Linked DNA regions of Mus musculus: region 1 is linked to region 2. A link is a contact called in public promoter capture Hi-C data. All regions are on one chromosome and are shown on one strand. Each heading gives the region's core, a stretch centred on a gene start, on an enhancer-like site or on the middle of the called end of the contact. The rest is flanking DNA. Distances are from core to core; before and after follow the strand shown.

The links. Capture Hi-C pulls out chosen DNA fragments and counts their contacts.
Region 1: a contact with region 2 is called in a promoter capture Hi-C map of adipose tissue. The contact joins the promoter of Col5a3 here to the promoter of Shfl in region 2. A contact is called at or near these places in 6 of 484 Hi-C or Micro-C datasets (the G1E-ER4 cell line, the HPC-7 cell line, granulocyte-monocyte progenitors and 2 more), 1 of 115 datasets of contacts at active chromatin or transcription factors (embryonic stem cells) and 3 of 9 other capture datasets (adipose tissue, liver and pancreatic islet).

Annotation. Positions count from the first base shown.
Region 1 is chr9:20,813,627-20,816,326 of GRCm38.p6, forward strand. Col5a3 (collagen, type V, alpha 3) reads right to left here and starts at 1,441. Exons shown (of 67, transcript NM_016919.3): 1 at 1,240-1,441. The coding sequence starts at 1,327.
Region 2 is chr9:20,867,371-20,870,070 of GRCm38.p6, forward strand. It overlaps Shfl (shiftless antiviral inhibitor of ribosomal frameshifting), which reads left to right and starts at 1,272. Exons shown (of 8, transcript NM_175687.2): 1 at 1,272-1,566; 2 at 1,960-2,083; 3 at 2,234-2,283. The coding sequence starts at 1,546.

The sequences.
Region 1 (2,700 bases), core at 191-2,690, 54 kb before region 2:
TGTTTAAAAGAAAACTGTGAATTCTTGATTTGTCCATCCCACTCACCACCAACCTCAGAATCAGCCATTCATGGTCCCGTGGGCAATAATATAAACCCCTAAATCCCAACTACAGCCAACCAAAAACAAATAAACACATCTGTAACACATGATTACTCTCAAAAATAATCTCAGTGGGGTTAGGGATGAAACTTGGTAGAGAGCATGCTAGCCTAGCATGCTGGAAGCCCCAAGTTCCATCCCCGGTACCACACGATCTGCAGTCCCAGCACTCGGAGGATAGAGGAGGGTTAGAAGTTCAAAGGTACAGCCTGGATTCCATAGTAAGTGTGAAGCCAGCCTGAGCCCCATGAGACCCTGTTTCATACAACAGAGGAGAAAGGAGGGAGAGAATCACAGACCCACAGACCCACTGACCTCTCACACCCTCCTAAGAACTGCCCTGTCACCCACACTTACGCCATCGCAGTCAACCATCACACCCAAGATTTTGGTGGGGGAGGGGTTGTTTTGTGCTTGTTTGTTTGTTTGTTTGTTTGTTTAAGACAGTGTAGCCAGCCATGGATGTCTTGGATTCACTTTGTAGACCAAGCTAGCCTTGAACTCACAGAGACTTGCCTGCCTCTGCCTCATGAATGCTGGGATTAAAGGCATGTGCCACAATGCCTAGCTTAAAATACGGTTTTTTAAAGGCAAGCTCTCATATAGCCCATGCTGGCCTCAAATTCTCTATGTAGTTCAGACTGGCTCCTAACTCTTTATGCTCCTGCTTTCATGGTCCCAGTCCTGGGGTTGTGGGTATGCACCACTGTGCTGAGAATGGAATCCAGAGCCTGGTGTGTGTTAGAAAAGCCATTTCCAACCGAGTTACAGTCCCATGTCTCATACACTCACCCTGGCCCTTTTTAGAGACAGGGTCTGCTTATGCAGCCCAAGATGCCCTTCAATTCAGTAAGTAGCCCAGACAAGTCTTGACCGTGCAAACCACCTAACTCTGCCTCTTAAATGTTGGGATTGCACTATACCAAGGAGCATTCATCTTCACACACCAGCTTGTAAACACTGCCCACACTTTTCCTGGCAACATCTCCCTCCTCACATGCATCTGTCAGCTAGAGCTAGACCCTAGGGCCTCCACATCACCATGGCACCCATTATGAAACACTTCTCCCTTGCACACACGTTTTGGGATCTCCCTTGCGCCCTCAAATGCTATTCCAGCCCTTCGTCCCTGCTCACCAGCCAGCGTCCAGGACACGAGCTGCAGGGAGGCCAGGAGCAGGCAGAGGCCGGCCTGAAGCTGATCCAGTCTCCGGCAGCTTCTCATCCCAGCGGGGCCTGGTGCACCAAGGCCAAGGGGGATGTGGACTGGTCTTCCTGGGAGCAGTCACTCTGGACAGCCGGAGGCTGTGAGGATCTGCTGGAGACTGCCCGAGACCCCGCCCTGGCCGCGCCCTGCGCTCTAGAGCCCTTGCCGGGCGGGGCCCGGACGAGAGGGGGGCGGGGAAGGGACCCACAGCTGCACGGAAAAAGTTTGCGAAGTGTGCACCACGCGCTGATTGGCTGGCTGAGATCAGGGCCATTCTTGCCGGACATCAGCACCGAGACGATGGGCCACGCCCACTAGCCCTAGAATGCCTCTCGCACTGACTTTCTCAAAGCTGTCTTAGCCTGATCAAACCTTCAACCTCAGAGTAGAAAGATATAGCTCAGCAGGGAGAGGCCCTTAACCACGAAGACTTAGGACCTGAGTTCTGTCTCAGACCCCAGAGGATGGAAGGAGAGGACCAACACCCAAAAGTTGTTCTCTGACTTCCACATGCGCGCCACAGCACACACACTCCCCACACCCCAGACACACACAAAATAAATAAATGTAATCTTAAAATCAAGCACCTAAACTAAAGGCACAGTGGCCCACACTTTTAATCCCAGCACTCAGAAAGCATAGGCAAGAAGACCTCAGAGTTTGAGGGCAGCCTTGTCTTGTTTTGTTTTTTGTTTTGTTTTTCTGAGACAGGGTTTCTCTGTATAGCCCTGGCTGTCCTGGAACTCACTTTGTAGACCAGGCTGGCCTCGAACTGCCTCCCAAGTGCTGGGATTAAAGGTGTGCGCCATCACCATCTGGCTTCAAGGGCAGCCTTGTCTACATAGTGAGTTCCAGGATAGTCAGAGCTATATAGTAAGACCCTATATCGAAATAAAAGCACCTTCAGTCTCCCCTCAGACATGGGATTAGGGTTTGGTTTAAAGCTACACTTAACCCTTTCTGTTTCAAGGTCCACAAAGGAAGGAGTCCCAGCGTCCTCTCAAAGTCTGCCTGCCCTTTGAGAAGCCGCTTCTTCCATAATCCTCACCAGATTCCCAACCTCTCCTACAATTCTCTAAACCCCCATGAACCTTGGAATTTGGAGTTTGGTGTCTGGTACCATCTTTAAACACTCACCATTGACTCCAAAACGCACTTTTAACCCTCCCTCCAACTTCTGTGTACATTCATGTGTTTGTGCGTGGGCACGGAGTGGGGCTGTGCACATGCATGCATCCATGTCTGAAGACCAGACAGACCTTGGCTGCCTTTCTCCATTACTCTTCCCCCTTGTTTTTGGTGGCAGTGTCTCTCGTTGAACCTGGACCTCTCCAGTTTGGCTGGGCTGACTGCCCACTGAACCCAGGGTACTGTCTCCCTCCACAGTGACT
Region 2 (2,700 bases), core at 22-2,521:
GGCATTTTCCCCAATAGTTGACAGATCTTATGCTCATTGTATTCTGTGAGGAACTTCTATCCCACTTTCCATAACAGCTATAGTATTTCAATATAACTTATTGATGACTATCCATTTGGAGGTGTTCCTTTCAGGCTTGCGTAGAGACCAGGGCCCGATGCTCACATGATTCTCGGCTTTAGATTTACAATGTGGATTCCTTGGAGCCAGAAGTCTACAAGGGTGTAAGGGGCCAGGAGTTGGCTTTTCTTCACATTTTTACTCTGCTTCCAACCAGCATGACACTTCAAAGGTCACCTGGTGACTGATGCAATATCTATGTCCCACATTGTGCTAAGTGACATTAATCCCCCTGGAAAACCAAACACGGTGGCTCACAGCTGTAATCTCAGTGCTACAGAGCGAAGGCTGGAGGACCACCATACCATACGTTTAAGGACAGCCACGGCTATACAATGAGACCCCCAGCATTCAGAAGGTGGAAGCAGGAGGATGGTGAGTTCAAAGTCATCCTCAGCTACATAGAAAGTTCCAGAGTAACCTGGACCATAAGGGCCACCATTGAAACTATGGGGCCTGGGAAAGAGGCTGAAGGGGAGGGTAGATCAGTTTCCATTTCCCCCTCTCTGGCTTTGGTCTCCGGTTCACTGTTAAACCACCTTATCTGCACCTGTGGCATCCACCTTTGGTGGTGGTGGGAGCCAGATCACCCAGCAAAGATTTCTGTGCTCCTGGATCATAGTGAGACCCAAGCTCTGTACCGAAAGGGGCAAGGCAGAGGTTCACTGGGAAGAAGGTATTTAAACGGGGTGAAAAAGCCCAGGCCTCTTAGATTCTGGGGCCCATTCTCTGGAGAAGTCTGTAAAACTTGCTAAAAAAAAAATAATAAAAAAAATAAAAAATCTTTCATTTCATTTTGTCCTAGGATGTTCCCCTCCCCCCCCCCCTTTTTCTTTTTTTCTTTTTTGAAACTGGGTCACACATAGTCTAGGACATCCTTGAACTCCTGATCTTTTTGCATCCACCTTCCAACTGCTGGAGTGACAGGTGTGTGTCACCATGCCTATCTTGCATGCCCATTTTACAGAGGAGGAAACTGAGGCTGAGAGTGTGGGAATTAGAGAGAGAAGCCGTGGGAGTTAGAACTGCTGAGCATAGCAAAACGCCACGGTGGTCCGAAGACGCTTCGGGTTCTGCATAGGAGGAGCAGCGAGGGAGCACCGAACTGTGGTGCGGCTCCGCCCCCAAGGGGGACGTGAAGACGCGGACCCCGCGCAGCGTGGGGACATGTGACCGACTGCAGAGGCCGCGCTGCTGCGCAGGACGCGGTGAGGCGCGCTCGGAGGCCCGGGAGCACCACCCGGGAGCACTACAGGGCGCGTGAGCAGACGCGTGGCCGCAAGGCCTGCGCGGGGTCTCCTCAGGGTCCCCAGCTTTACGTAGAAACGAAACTGAAAGAGGGGCCCGAGGGAGGCGGAGCTGCGGCGACGCCACCCAGGCTTGCGAGGCCCGGACCCAGGCGCAGCCAGGTGTGCTCCGGCCACCATGGCTCAGGATGGCGTGGAGGTAGGACAGCCGCGCCACCGGCGGCGCGGAAAGGGCTCCCGGGAACACCCCTGCCCCCTGGGCTGTTTCCCTCCTCTATCCCTGGGCACAGTGGGGCTGTAGGGTCAGAGGTCAGAAGGAAAGGGGGTAACCTGGCCTGCATCCCGCCACACACACACACACACACACACACACCGCCAGACCCCAAATTCGCACCGGGGAGGCTGGGACGCGCCGCAGTCTCCACCATCCCCCAATGCCTGGAGAACTTCGGATTTTTCCAGGAAATGGCTTAAAGGGGGGGGGGGATGGGGATGCGGAGGCCAGAAGCCAGGGTCAAGTTCAGGAGAATGAAGGTGCGGGGGCTGCTCCCCGTCGCCGGCGACATCAGAGCTTATCCCCCCTCTATCCTAGTTGGAGAAGAGCGTCAGGCGCCTCCGGGAGAAGTTTCATGGGAAAGTGTCCCCCAAGAAGGCAGGGGCTCTTATGAGGAAGTTTGGCAGCGACCACACCGGAGTTGGGCGCTCTATCGTGTATGGTGAGTCAGCCCTGGTGGGGGGGACACTGAGTGGGTGTGGTTTCAGAATTGCTGTAGCGCTTTAGCGACCCTGGCTCCGTTTAACCGGAGGCTCTCCACCGCCTGGAACTCCTACACCCTTCAAGAGCCCCTCCCATGTTCTCCCACTAGGTGTCAAGCAGAAAGACGGACAGGAGCTGAGCAACGACCTGGACGCTCAGGTAACCTCCCCCTGTCCCCAAAGGAAGGGGGATTCCCATTCTCTTGTCAGAAGGAACAATCAGTGAGTGCTCCCCTTACCATCTAGGGTCCTTTCCTTTCTCAAGCAGCCTTCAAACAGTAGGTGCTCATTACATGCTGATTACCTCAAATGGAAGAGACAGGACAGTAGGATAAGGAGACTGAATGTCGAAGAAAACTCAAGGCAACCCTTTCTTGCATAAGAAGAAAGTCTGAGCTGGGCAGATCCTGGGAAGAAAGACGCCTGGACAGGAGGGATGAAGGAATCAAGGCAATATGGTTGTTTTGCTCCTCGGCTTCTGTTTGCTTGAAAGACATAGCAGAGTTTTTGTTTTGTGTAAGACAGAGTCTTTACATAGCTCAGCCCTGGACTTCCCTGAAATTCACTAGATAGGCCA